Regions from separate parts of the Mus musculus genome. Here all the other regions are linked to region 3. Evidence: chromatin contacts called from public Hi-C and HiChIP or PLAC-seq data. All regions are on one chromosome and are shown on one strand. The core of a region is the stretch at or near the end of the contact, and the rest is flanking DNA. Distances in the headings are between cores, read along the strand shown.

Region 1 (2,700 bases), core at 73-2,572, 850 kb after region 3:
TATAAAAGCTCTTTGTACTATTTTATTTTTCTTTAAATATCAAATTGTTGTTGAAAAAAATCTTTTCCAAAACTTTGTAAGATCATATGGCCTATTAGCAGTGGAGCATTTCATCCAAGCTCACAAGCCCAGGCCGAGAAATATTTACTGGAAAAGGAGGTTTTTTCGCACGCATAATTTTCCAGAATTGTACTATCCTCTGTAATGAAAAGAGTGATCAGTGCCTTGTATCTGAATCATAAATTTAGTCTGCGTTCCCATGGTAGGTCACCTGCTAGGGCCACAGCCATCTAAGTAGCATCAATATGGGCTCTGTATGGCATTAACTAAGAGCTTTCCCGTACAAAGTGACTGTTACTTTTATACTCCTACTAAGATTGGGTTTCTTTCTGTAACATTTATAAGCAGTGTAAAAAGTTGGACGATTAACGTCTCTGAAACGTTATTTTCTCTTTTAAAAGAGAAAGAACATAAAGGCCACAATCAAACTTTGAAGGGCTGTACCTACCGAGGGAACGAGTACAAATTCAGTGCCTGGCACCTCAAAGTTCTCGGTAAACGATGTTTGATAATAAACACAGTTATCTTTCCCAATCAGGAGAAGATAATCCCCTTTGGTCCACAGGAAACATGGCTCGCAGCTCTTTCCTCGGCATGTTTCCTAATTTAACTACACGAAGCATCTAGAAGGCACTCTGCCAACAGCAGCCTCTGGTTTGTATCTAAGCAAGTCTTGGTCATTAAGCAAAGTCAGGGCATCACTGGCCAAGCAGAGAAAGGCCACGCCACAGGGTACATCTGTGCTCGCCAATGCTCTCTGTTCTTGAAACAAGAATGCAATAATTAATAAATAAATAATAATACAATAATAACAATAACCCAGGACAGTTAGACAGTGTCAGATCCCAGCCCCAGGCTGGGGGGGGGGGGGGCGGAGGGGACGGGTAGGAGGGCTCCTTTCTCTTCTTGTTCCTCAGCACCTGTCACGGAGACGGGATGCAGGCTCGGCGGCCGCTTCCTCCTGCCCCCGCCGCCCGCCCGGCGGACCCTCGGCTCCCGGCAACGCGCCCGCGGCCCACGCCGACTAGAAAGCGCCCATTGAGCGCCTGCAGCTGCCGGTGCCGCTTGCCCAAAAACTAAATAAAGCCCCGACTGCAGTTCCAGCGAAGAAGACACTACTGTGTTCTTCCCAGCGCAGTCACGGCTATAAAGCATTAAATGCAAACTGCTGATTGTTAACGCTGCATTTGTTTACACCCCGAATCTTGAATCACAATGGGGTGGCTTTCGGGCTGCCAGGGCCGGCCAGGGCCGGCTTTATCCTGAATGCTGCAGCCTGTTCCCTGACTGGCCGCGCAGAAGGAAGTTGAGTAAATAGCATCGCCTTTGGCTTGCTGTGTGTGTGTGTGTTGTGTGTGTGTGTGTGTGTGTGTGTGTGTGTGTGTGTGTGTGTGTGTGTGTGTGTGTGCGTGTGATAGATGTCTGCTATGGAGACCAGTGGGATTTTGTTCCTGGTAGGATTGAAGGGAATGTATTGGAGAAGCCTTACTCTATTTGCGGATGTGTAAAACGTTCGGGGATTTGTAAGGTCTCCCAAAGGAGAATCCCCACACTGTATGAAATAAAGCAGATGCGAATGAATGAAAGGATTCTGGGATTCTCTTAAAGGGCTGCGGGGAAGGGAGAAGGATGGATGGGAAGTGTGGCCCACTGGCTAAGCTCGCTGATGGATAGCTAGCTGCAGCATTTATCCATCCCTAGCACCAAGCGTGACCATATATATGCCTTTAAAATCCAGCAGTCACTCTCTCTGCTAGTGAGTTAGAACGTTTTCACTTGAAAATATTGCAATGAAAAAAAGGCCCTTTGCACTCTGCCTTTCCAAGCAACAATCTGTGACAGAGCTTTTCTTTTTAAAGTTTGCGCCGTTAAGTTAGGATGTGCTTATATTTTTATGCAGTTATTTTAAATCTTTAAACATACACTGAAAAAGGAAAAAAGTTAACTTTCCTAAGTGAAACGTCTTTGTATCATGCTCTTCTGGTTTCTGGTGACCAATCCCTATGCCATTAGTATTCTTAAAACAATAATTCATAATGAGTAGAGTTATGCTTCACACAAGAAAATAAAAAACCTCCTGAATAGAGTTTGCTTATACCAGGTTGGACTTAAAACCTAGAATGAACTACTCATAGCTATCAACGTCAGGAAATGTATCTGCCCTGGAAACACACCACTGTCTTCAGAATAACTGCAGAATCATAGCGGGTTTCCGCACAGCATTTGGAAAGTACAGATACAGCGGTGAAATGACACCTTCTCACCTGCATATGTAATCCGAAGGGAAATGAAACGAACATGGGACACACCATGCAAATGAGAGACAAAGCTGGAAACCAGAGTGCTGGAGAAATGATTCAATTCACACAGGCATATGCTGTCCGCTGGCACCTTGCACCAGCCGACAGAGTCTTTATTCCACAGTGAAGAGCTTTCGAGTCGAAATGCAGAAGGATGCAGTGAAAGTCACAAAGGGGCAGATCTCGGAAGGGACATTGACAAAGCAGGAGGACCACCGGCAGTGCATTTGGAGCACCTGGTCCACCTAGAGCTGGTACTGGCTGTGAAGGAAGAGAAGAGAATCTGCAGTCTTGGAGGTCTCCCTGGGTAGGGGGGCTCACTGTCTGATGGGAAGATGAG
Region 2 (2,700 bases), core at 23-2,522, 770 kb after region 3:
GTGTGTGTGTGTGTGTGTGTGTGTGTGTACATGAAATAAGATCTGCATTTCCTTTCAGAGTAATCTTTGTTTGGGTTAAATCCTGCATGTCTCTGCTTTATGTATTTGGGTTGCTAAACCAGAGAATCACTGTTATCTGCTTAATTCAATACATGATTTTCCTGTGAACTGTTCTAATCTTGGTTTCCCAAGCAGATGGGCTGACACCTAAAATGAGACTAGCTTTGCACCTACTCCGTGTCTGTTTAAATCCCCCTTTTTAGAGGAAGATGAAAGGGTAGAGGTTGAAATTCACACATTCGCTGTGATTGCTTGTTACCGAAGTTTCCAGACTTGAAACATGCAGTTGTAAAATATACAACTGAAAGGTTGCACCACACCACCCACAGCTGTCCATACCTTGACTGCCAGCCCTGTTTACAGAGGATTGGTGATCCCAGGAACCCTGTATTAGCGCACACTCTCAGAACGGATCTAGAAGCCATTTTGTTTTCTTCAGAGACCTGTTAGGCTTTTCTCCTATGACCTATGATCATGTGGGTTGTGTTCATGTTCTCTTCTTTCCAAGACTACTTTTCTCCCCACAGCAATGGGCAGCCTTTCTAATATGAACTCCCCCCAACCCACACCCACCCTTTCCCAAGTAGCAGTCCATTTGGAATGCTAATACTTCTTAAGATGCAATGAAAAACCAAAACATGTGATAGATTAACCGCCAATAGCTGGAGGTGTGGGGGTGTTAACTGCAGTTAATAGTTTTGTAATGGTAACTTCCAGCTTTAACTGAATTTCCAAGGAGAACTGGGAAGCGACTGGAGCTGCTGAGGCAAGTCTTACTTCATGGTCCGGGCAGCCTCTAGCCTTTCTTCTAAAGATGTGTTTATCAAGTTGTTTATCAAGTATTTTAACATTGTGGCTGATAACTGAGTGCCTGGGTCCCTTGCCCAGTGGCTACCTCGGAACTCCTCACCTTCTGAGTCACACTGATGAGTCTTCTCTCATGCTCTCTAACCACTGCCAGTGTCCAGGCTCATCAGTCACTTCTCTGATGACATGTATCCTCCCAAAGATGGCCCAGGCCAATGTCAAGGTCGCTCTTGACTTGGCATTCCGGGGATGATTTGACAAGTTCTCTCTTTCGAAACATGCTAATAAAAACTGAGTTGTGTATCTTTTGGGGGTTCCCCCCACGTATGAACTTCCCATTTAGAAAGTAGCCCTCTCTTCTTCAGGCAGAAGGTTGCGAACATATGGAATCTGTTACAAGAGCAGTTGGTTTGGGCTGTTTCCGAGCCCAAAGCCAGCTTCCTAACCATGACAAAACATTCCCCACAATCTCATTGTGACTCATTTTTATTTTTAAATAACCTCTGGTGTGGACGTTTGTCAAGACGTTTTTGAAAGGTTAGAGAAATTATGTCCACATGCTTAGTGACCTCCTTGGAGAATTCTGGCTGATTGGATACATTGTCTCCCACTGAAAACCACTGGCTATCTGTGCTGAGTAACCCATGACTGCTCTGTCATTTTCAGACATGAATTTAGTTAAGTCTTAATGGGTTCTTATCGCTGGGCTCAGTACTCGTGAGACCATATAAAGAAGGGTAAAGGCATCGTCTTTGGTACTAAACATCATAAAAATCACGTCACGGAGGGTGAAAAATGTCACATGATCATTAGTGAATGCAAAGATGTAAGTGTGGTGGTTGTTACACAGCAAAAAAAAGGAGCTAAGGAAAACAAAATTATAAATGTTTTGGGGAAATGATGGGAAAATATTCCCACAGGAGAAAGGACTGGTTTTGCTCTTTAAAAGCTCAACTGACTTCATTGGAGCAGAGAGAAGGGTTTCCCAAGGGGCTCTAGATGTCAAGAGGAAAATAACAGAATAAAGACTTGGAGTAGGGGTTGTCTGGGTAGAGGCAACATGAAGGGATCAGATGGGTTAGCCTGCTAAACTAAGGAAAGCCTAGAATAGCCATCCCCAAGCTGCTATGGATGCATGTGATATAGTTACTTAAGAGCTTAAGCTGAGTAAGAATGGACTAACACAGGGTGGGGATACAGCATATTGGCAAATTGGTAAAGCTTTGTCTGGTGTATCTGTACTTGGTCTGGTTCTCAAATGAAGGCAAGGGTAGGTGAAGTGAAATGCAGAATGATCACAGAAATAAAAGGTCTCAAGAAGGAAAATTGAAGATACAGGATTGCAACGATAAACATAAAGTCCCTCCGGGTACTAAAATTTGTCTTTGCCTTTGGTAGCGCTTTGAAAACAAAGCCCCATGTACCCGATAGCATTAAATGGCAGAATTTATTCTATCACTGCTTGGGAGGCACCAAGCCCAGCTACAAGAGCAGTCAGCCATACCGTGTTCCTTCTGGAGGCTTCTTCTGGTCTCTGGTATTTGTCAGCAACCGTTGGCTGACCAGGGTTGAGTCTGCCTCACTGTAATGTCTGCCCCATCTTCACGTGGGATGTTGTTGTTTGTTTTGTCTTTGTGTCTCTTGTCTGTGTTTCTGTCCTTTCCTCTTTTCATAAGGACAATAGCAGTGTCTTGAGCCAATATAGCATCTTATGTAAATGTACTCAGTAAAGATTCTGTTCTTGAAGTCACATTCTGATGCAAGTGAACATGACTGTTGAGAGAATCTTTTCACTCTGATGCAGAGGGTGAAATCCCCAGAGGCACAACAGAG
Region 3 (2,700 bases), core at 131-2,630:
GTAAACAGGAGTGTACCCCGCATGTTGTATATAAAGGCTCTATAAAGTAGGAATTGTTCTGTGAATTAGACTTTCCCCGTTCTTCGGTTGGGAGACAGACTCAGACAATTGCTTGGTTTTGTAAAAACACGTCTCCGTGATTCTACAGCTGTGCTTAGAGAGTAACTGAATAGTAATGTTTTGATCATTGCTCCACAGATGGTGAGGCCCCAGAAGACACATGTCTCTTCTGTAGAGGGGCAATGCAGGAAGTGTGGGTGTATCAGTGGGCTCTGAGTACTTTGGGATGCATCTGTGTGGGGACCTAAATGAGTGTTTCTAGTCTTTCTTTAAAATGTTTTTTTTTTTTTAAATTTATGTGTCTATGTGTGTGTGTCTGCACACACATGTACATGTGGAGGCCAGCAAGGGTGTCAGACCCCCCTGAGGCTGGAGTTATAGATGGTTGTAGGGTACTCTACTTCGATGGATGCTAGAAACCAAACTTGGGTTTTCTCAAAGAGCAGATAGTGCTTTAAACCAAGGAACTCTCTATCTCTGTATTCCCATATTTATTTATTTTTTACAAGGTGTCAATACCAATGTAATAACCTCAAATATCATAGTCCTTGGGTCACAAATAGGAAAAAAAGCTTTTGGAAACAAAAAGTATTGGGTAACCAGTTTGGCACTGGAGATGGAGATCACATTTTTTTTTTTTTTTTTTTTTTTTTTTTACATCCCGTGCCCCTGGAAAGGTATTCAGTCATTCACCTGCTGGTTTCTGATAGAGGCAGAGCCTGAGTTCAGGCCTTTGAGTCCCTTCTCAGGGTCTTTCCAGATACTACACTGCCTTACCAGAACGGCCTTTCTGCTGAACTGGAGTCAGTGAGCTTTTCTCATGTGAAGGCCCAGGCAGTGAGCAATCCGGGCTGGGCAGACATGGGAGCTCTGGTGCAGCTCCTCACCTCTGCCATGGAGGGGAGTTGGTGTACAGGGGACTAATGTGAACGAGCGGGGATATGCTTCTGAAAAGACGCGGTCATAAACACAGGAGAGGGCCTGGCTTTGGCCAGTGGGTCACCCTTTGTTGGTCCAAGTTTCATAGTAACATACAGCAAGTTCTGCTTGGTGATCATCAACGAGGCCTTTGAATCTTAGAGAATTAAAGTCCCCATCCAGCCTGATGCTGAGAGCTACTATGACATGGTGGTCCCCGCAGGACCGGGCTTCCTTCCAGGTCTGCCTATGCACAGACTCTGAGCCAGCATCCAGGAGAGTGGGCAGGCCCTCTCTAGTTTCCAGAAGGAATCGACAATTCTCTTCCTGTGCAGATAAAGGAACAATTATACCACTGGGGACTTACTGGAAAGTGAAGCGGGCTCACCAGGAAGCAGCAGGAATTTGCTTCTCAGTCATTTTCTCCACAGTCTGGCCCCGAGTCTGCCAGACTGAGAAAGGTCAGCTGGGATCACTGGCAGACTTGGAAAACTTCCAGAACCTTCACTTGTGGGATGACACATGGGGGTTTGTCAATTTCCGTGGCCCACTTGGGACTTCCTGTGGCCCATCCAGTTACCTCATCCTCTCCAGGTTCAAACACATAAGAGTTTTATCCTCAGCCGCTCTGTCAGGGCGACACTGTTGTGACACTGTCTACAAATGCGACTTTCGAGTCCTTGACCCCTATGCCTTCTTTGCGGATTTCTTGTTGACGTTTGAGAAAGTCAGAAGCCATTGTCTTTCACAGAGGTCAAATCTAGGAGCTGAGGCGAAACCCGATGTCTATGCCAACGGGGCTGGATGTTTATCCTTGAGCTTATGTGCACGCATGCATGCACAAAGTTATGTGTGAATCTCAGCTCGCCCTTTAAATTAGGTCACCTTTTCCAAGGCCTCCACTCAGGGAAGGTCCTTGAGCAGCCTTGGTGCTCTTAAGTAGCCCAGGGACCGGGTCCTTTCTTGTTAATGTCACCCCCAGGTATCCTCTCCTCTTTTGTTTCTACCATGCAAATTTACCTCCCGGCCTGTTTCAAATTTCTGAGAGTCAACGACTTACAAAGGTGGATGGAGCCTTCAGTGGATTTAGTTATCTAAATCTTAAAAACTCTATTCCATGATTACCTACCTCAAAGCTTGACAGTCCACACCTGTCATTGGACCGGAGTTTCTTCGAGTGTAATGAAGCCTTCAGAATTGAAGTGGTTTTGGGAGACATGGGGGGAAGAGTTCTATTATTTTTACAGAGTGGCACTCTTCTCCCTGGAGATAAGAAGGCTGGGTCTGGTGTGAGGCTGGAAAAAAAAAGCAAAACAAAAAACAAAAAAACAAAAAACAAAACAAAACAAAACAAAAAAAAGAGAAGGGAAGGAAAGAATATTTGATTATTTCTTCATAAACCACCAATTCCTTTAGCACCTGGCTGTGGCTCCTGCTGCCGTGTGGAGAATATCAATGGCTTTAATATTCCCATCGTTGTGCCTTGGAATCAGTTGCCTGTCCTGCTGAGCTCTCTGAATTTCAGACCAGCGCCAGCCCTGAAAACCACGGCAGATGTAAGGGAAGTTTAGCCAGAATGCTCTCAGTTAAAGCCCGCCTCAACATTTCTCCTGTGCCCATGGGGTTTTAGCACACCCCTCTCCGCAGTCCCTTGATTGAGGGGCATATCCCTAAGTGTGCAGGTACTACATTAGGACATTTTCATAAAAATTTTTAATGGTC
Region 4 (2,700 bases), core at 90-2,589, 620 kb after region 3:
GATTCTAAGTAGTCTGAATATGGGCTCATTTCTAGGATTTCACTGAAACTCTAAACTTGCTTAAAGAGCAGCGTTGTGTTGCCTGTGCCCTGGACTACTCCCTGCCCGACCCTACCTGCCCTTGGGGGTTAGAGGTGAGGTGGAGCAGAGTGAACGATGCAGACTTCAGAAGCAGGTGAGAAACAATGGAGCAAACTCCCTGAACACTGCTGCAAGCTCCTTTCATACCCTCCCACCTCATTGGTCCCAAGAAAGCATCTCTTCTAAACAGCAGTTCCTTATTGGTTGGCATTGTCTACACCAGCAATCCTTGGGTCCTCCTGCAGGAGATGCTTTTGCAGGTGCGCCGCCCAGTGTTTAAAGAGGCGGCCCACCATTCCTGCTACAGCATTGTACCTGTGCTTCCTAAAGTGAGATATATATATCTCAACAGGAGGGCAATGACTTGCTCTTCTTGAAACAGAGATAGATCTAGTTACATTTACTCTAAATCATCCAACCCCACTACCCAATAGGACACTTCTGTTCTGAAGGTGTGTTGGTGTGACCATGTTGCCAGAACTAGAGACACCCTCCTATCTAGGCCTGCGGATTTCTCATACTTTTACCTGTCACCTCTTCTAACTCTGTTACCACCCTCATTCTACCCTTGATGCCTTCCCCATCTCCCGTGACTGCTCATTCAGACGATCATTTTTCTGCAGAGAGTTCTGGCAAATTGCACCGTGTCCCCATTTTACTCTCCTTAATAACAGGAAATCATTTGGTGGATGTCAGGCATAGGAATCAAGATTATACAACATTGCTTCTGACCTAGGGAAATTTGCAATTTAATCGAAAATGGAGTAATGATATTAATGCTGAAAGCATAAAGCAGAGACAAGTTAGGGCCTAAATTCACCTCTATGCTTACTACCATTGAGTCCAACAATCTTAGGTTAAACACAGTGAGCAACCTTGGCCAGTATGGTCCAACCTTTGTCCCCTGCCTATTTTTGTATCACATCTATATATCCCATAATGAACTGTGGGACACCTGCATAGCTAAGAGTTTGTGGAAACATAGACATCTCTGTCGCCATCTCACAGAAGAGCAGTGAAATCATTTATAAAAATTATCCCAAAAAAAGTTCCCGCAGTAATTCCTTGTTCATATGTGTAAGCTGGTGTTTGTGTGCATATTCAGAGGGACAACTTGCAGAAGTTGATATTCTCCTTGCACTTTGGTCCCAGGAACTGAACTGAGGTCATTAGGCAATATGAACCTTTGTCCACTGAGCCTTCCCTCTGGCCAGAGCAAGAGGGTGGGAATGAACAGGGAACTTGGCCAAAGTCACACAGCCAGTGTGTGGAAGGACAGAACTTTGAACTCACAGCCTTCCTATCTGGGAAGCCTATGTTCCTTACTGATCTAAGCTACTTCCCAGAAAGTCACCTCCTCCACTCCCTTAGTCTTCTGAGATTTTCCTGGCTGTGCAAGCTTTGTCTTACATGGGTAAATAAACACCAGGTGCCGATCCTGTTCTTAGAACTCTTGCCTTTGTATTTTCTTCAGAGTATTTGAAAGATTCCACCTTTTGCAGAAAATTTTAATTGAAAAGAGTTAATAAAGGACCTATTACCTACATCCCCTCTGCCCTGCAGCTCCCCCACATAAAAATGATCATTCTTTGGATTCTTTGGTATCCACTTATTCAGTCATTAAAAATTCTAAAAACTGCATTTACTGTAACTCCCATCATCAAAATAATTGACATAGGACCATGGTCCTTATTATGTGACAAATTATATGAGCCAAAACATTTTATTTTACTTTTTTTTTTCTAGTTTGAATGGTAATCTTTTTTTTTCCATTTTTTCCATTTTTTATTAGGTATTTAGCTCATTCACATTTCCAATGCTATACCAAAAGTCCCCCATACCCACCCACCCCCTATTTTACTTTTTTAAATGAATCAATTGACTTCTACCCCTGAAGGCTAGAAAATATAAAAACATGGTACAAATATACAAAATGGTACAAAAGTTAAAAAAATGGTACAAAAATACAAAAACATGTAAATTGTTTTTACTATATTAATTCATGACAGAGCAATAGGACAAGAGGGGTAAATGACAATGACATTGATCTATTTGTGAAGGCAAAGTTTGTTCTGATTAGATCACAGCCTAAAGTTCTGCTTTCTAAATCCTGTTGCATTGGAGATTAAAGATATGTGAATGACAATCCCTCACCCCCGCCCAGCAATGGACAAAGAGACACCTAATGCCCCACTCAGGAAAGAGGGTCCCACACCGTGCCTGGGCAGCACAGGGGAGCTGGCTTTGACAGCGAAGGCAAAGGTGAGCCGGCCATGAGGGAGTGAGAACAGTAGAGATGGCCCAGCCCCTGTCAGGCTTCAGCACATGAGAGAGTGCCCACCCCGAGCCCTGTGCCTTGACTGGGCATCTCAGTGGAGCTGTCTAGGTGATGAGTCAGCAGCCAGCACATGAAAGCAGGAAGAACTGCCCCTGTCTCCTGCTGATGGTGGCAGTGGATGGTCTTACCAGAGCAGTGCTGGAGAGCTTGACCTGGTGGTGCAGATAAAGAAGAGCTGGTATTCTGACCAGCCAGCTAAGTCACCACCCAGGTTCAGATCCAGGCCTCTGAGTTGGCTCCACCCCAAAATCTATAACATCTGAAAATGGTTTGGACACATG
Region 5 (2,700 bases), core at 51-2,550, 800 kb after region 3:
GTGTGTCAAGGATGTGAGGTTCTGCTATTCAGCAGTTTCCCTCTCCTGCCTGCCTGCCTGTTGCTCAATCTAGGCCCTATTTTCGAGATCTTAGGTAAGCATTCCTCATAGTAAGTTAACAAAGAAAACTCTCGACACAGTCTTCAGAAGACCCATGACAACTCTTGACCAATGAGCTCTTTCAAACGTCCAATAAAAGATCAAAACTAAATATATTTGTTTTACATTGCTTGGAAAGAATTTCTTCAGAGGCACCATCAGTGTGATGGGTGGATGTGCCCACATGAGCAACTGAAGTTTGATTTGAAGAGATGTCATCCAGGCATTTTAAAGGTGGCCACTTCTGTACCATGTGTACTATAAAAACACTGTCACCATGGGCACACTAAAGCAGGCACATCTGGGCTGTAACACATTTGATCGCTAGTCTTAGCCCTCCCGTGGAGTCTACTCTGGTTGCGATGTTTAAGTGCTAACTTCATATGTACCTCAAACGTTGCTTTCTGTGGACCGCACCCACATATATGCTGGATGCAACAGCTGCATCTGTAACTCCAGCAGCACGGGTGGAAGAAGGCAGGTCATGGACACAGGTGATCCCAGGGTCTTGTTAGTTCAAGATACCCTGTCTCAAAAAATAAGTAGAAAAGCAATTAAGGAAAACACACAACATCAGCTTGAGACCTCTATACAAGCATTTTTGTGCACTTAAACATACAGGTATATAGTAGACACACACACACACACACACACACACACACACACACACACGACAGACAGAGTAGCTCTTCAATATCTAAAGCTATAGCAAAACATAGGTTTGCATGACTCTCAACCTAGATCCTATCTGAAGAAGCATATAAAATAAAAATCTGATTTTTGTTCATCATTAAAATAGTCCACATGAAATATTATCTCTATGCTTTAGACAGAAACCATGCCTTTAAAAAAAAAAGTTCAGAGTGGCATGAGGAAGGCTGTGTAAGAACAGTTAATCCTGGGTAAAATACTTCTGACAGAACACCTCGGGGTCAATGCTTCCTTAATCCTTCGCTGCCAACACTCACTCTGATTGTGAATAGTAGATTAGTGTTCTGTGTTGAAGGTCTCTACACAGCTCTGTGGCTGAAGGCTGTCCTTGACTTGGCATGATCTGAACTTTAAGAGCAAAGAAAAGCAGTGGGTATCTGTTTAAAAAGAAAAAAAAAACTTTAAAAAGTGATTCCCACACTCCACATGTCCCGGGACAGGGATATTGGCAAAGCCATATTAGAAGCGTTAGCTCAGTGAAGCTCTGTGCGTATAAGTTGCAACAAAAGAACTTTCACAGCAGCAGGAAGATATTCATCATGTTATATAAGTGGCATTATAAAACAGATAAAACACATAGTCCAAAAAAGCAATAAGCAAGTCTTCTGGAACTAAGTTGATGCTGGAAAACTCCAGATTATAAATCATGTTTACACAAGACTAAGCTTGAAAGAAGTTAAACTGTTCTGAGAAGAGAAACATATTAAACTGTGCATTCCATCATGGACAAACGGGAATGGAGATCTTTGGATTATGGATTTGGCTACCCATGAATACATCAAGTGATTCGAAAATGGTACATGATCCTCCTCTGTGCAAACACTTTTGTAAACCATGGTCAGAGTTTAGTTCCATGAGTCAGAGCCACTGCTTGCATTTCTGTCCCAAGTGATAAGCTGCCCCTTGGGCTGTGCCCAAGGATAGAAACCACCCAGCCAAGACTCCCAGGGGCCAAGCACTTAGTACAATGGTCCTGGGATAAGTAGAAAGCAGTGATGTCACAGCCTTGTCATAAGGAGAATCTTCCAGCTGTGTTACTGAGAAGAAGAAATTTAGGGGCTGACTTTATGAGATGAGCCAGAATGTAGGACTTTTGTGTAAAAAAAAATTGTATTTTTAACATACTGAGCTAACTCAAATGTATGAAAACACTACATACAGAAAGAAATCAGAGCAAATCTCCTAGGTATAATTGGAGTTGGTCCTATCAGGATACGATTCCTTCTTTGACCTCTAACACATGATTGTGAATAATGTTCCTCTTATGATGAAGGAAGTGAGAGTAAACTTCAGAATCTTCCCTGAGGAGGCAACTCTGCTATTATCAGCTCTCCCAACCATGGGTCATGCAATAGAGTGAGTGGTGACCCCTGTCCTGCCAAAGATATGTCTATATTCTATTCTGTGGAACCTGTAAATGGCACCTTATGTTGAAAATGATCTGGATGTAATTAAATCAGAGACTTTTGTATGAGATCACCCTGGATTACCTAGGTAGGCCTTCCATTTAACAACCTTATAGAGGACAAACAGAAGTTGGACTGAAGAATATTGGAACAGCTGGAGACTGGGCAAAGAATGGTTACAGGATCTCAAGCCATAATACACCCCAAAGTACCAGAAGCTAAAGAAAACAAAGGGCAGAATTCTTCCTAGAGCCTTCAGAGGGTACATAGCCCTGAGGATACTGTCACTTTGTCCTTCTGGTTTTCAAAACTGTGATGATAAATGTGACCTTATTGTTATGAGTCACCAAATTCGAGGTAATATTTTTATGGCTGCTACAGGAGCTATCATAGGTCAACATCATGTCTCTTCACAGGGTTTCTGTAAGCAACTTCCCACCACCTGATACACAGATGCACCCCCTTTATTAAAAATTATACCCCA

Evidence for each region. A called contact is a pair of places that touch in the nucleus more often than the background predicts. HiChIP or PLAC-seq counts read pairs in DNA pulled down with a chosen protein or histone mark.
Region 1: a contact with region 3 is called in an H3K27ac HiChIP or PLAC-seq map of oligodendrocyte precursor cells, with 13 times the contacts expected there. The contact joins two enhancer-like sites. A contact is called at or near these places in 1 of 15 datasets of contacts at CTCF or cohesin (large pre-B cells), 14 of 484 Hi-C or Micro-C datasets (bone marrow-derived macrophages, cerebral cortex, cortical glia and 6 more) and 22 of 115 datasets of contacts at active chromatin or transcription factors (astrocytes, craniofacial prominence, double positive thymocytes and 13 more).
Region 2: a Hi-C map of uterus shows a contact between it and region 3, with 4 times the contacts expected there. The contact joins two enhancer-like sites. A contact is called at or near these places in 8 of 484 Hi-C or Micro-C datasets (adipose-derived mesenchymal stem cells, bone marrow-derived macrophages, cranial neural crest and 3 more) and 5 of 115 datasets of contacts at active chromatin or transcription factors (double positive thymocytes, embryonic basal ganglia, embryonic stem cells and 1 more).
Region 4: a contact with region 3 is called in a Hi-C map of liver, with 2.6 times the contacts expected there. The contact joins two enhancer-like sites. A contact is called at or near these places in 2 of 15 datasets of contacts at CTCF or cohesin (large pre-B cells and pro-B cells), 7 of 484 Hi-C or Micro-C datasets (cerebral cortex, granulosa cells, liver and 1 more) and 6 of 115 datasets of contacts at active chromatin or transcription factors (cardiomyocytes, embryonic stem cells, fibro-adipogenic progenitors and 2 more).
Region 5: a contact with region 3 is called in a Hi-C map of uterus, with 3 times the contacts expected there. The contact joins two enhancer-like sites. A contact is called at or near these places in 4 of 484 Hi-C or Micro-C datasets (the HPC-5 cell line, bone marrow-derived macrophages, epidermal suprabasal cells and 1 more) and 6 of 115 datasets of contacts at active chromatin or transcription factors (cardiomyocytes, embryonic basal ganglia, embryonic stem cells and 2 more).

What each region holds. Positions count from the first base shown.
Region 1 is chr13:101,800,058-101,802,757 of GRCm38.p6, reverse strand. No RefSeq gene overlaps it. Among named protein-coding and RNA genes, the nearest start is that of Pik3r1, 33 kb to the right of the region's middle. Within about 2 kb of position 1,322, at least 186 of the 459 cell types and tissues checked have an H3K27ac peak or open chromatin away from gene starts, as enhancers often do. A contact at or near this core is called in forebrain, microglia, muscle stem cells and 3 more, where this site is marked.
Region 2 is chr13:101,878,348-101,881,047 of GRCm38.p6, reverse strand. No RefSeq gene overlaps it. Among named protein-coding and RNA genes, the nearest start is that of Pik3r1, 110 kb to the right of the region's middle. Within about 2 kb of position 1,272, at least 41 of the 459 cell types and tissues checked have an H3K27ac peak or open chromatin away from gene starts, as enhancers often do. A contact at or near this core is called in uterus, where this site is marked.
Region 3 is chr13:102,645,236-102,647,935 of GRCm38.p6, reverse strand. No RefSeq gene overlaps it. Among named protein-coding and RNA genes, the nearest start is that of Gm41046, 20 kb to the left of the region's middle. Within about 2 kb of position 1,380, at least 64 of the 459 cell types and tissues checked have an H3K27ac peak or open chromatin away from gene starts, as enhancers often do. A contact at or near this core is called in forebrain, liver, microglia and 4 more, where this site is marked.
Region 4 is chr13:102,022,425-102,025,124 of GRCm38.p6, reverse strand. No RefSeq gene overlaps it. Among named protein-coding and RNA genes, the nearest start is that of Gm41044, 9.4 kb to the right of the region's middle. Within about 2 kb of position 1,339, at least 13 of the 459 cell types and tissues checked have an H3K27ac peak or open chromatin away from gene starts, as enhancers often do. A contact at or near this core is called in liver, where this site is marked.
Region 5 is chr13:101,843,636-101,846,335 of GRCm38.p6, reverse strand. No RefSeq gene overlaps it. Among named protein-coding and RNA genes, the nearest start is that of Pik3r1, 77 kb to the right of the region's middle. Within about 2 kb of position 1,300, at least 14 of the 459 cell types and tissues checked have an H3K27ac peak or open chromatin away from gene starts, as enhancers often do. A contact at or near this core is called in uterus, where this site is marked.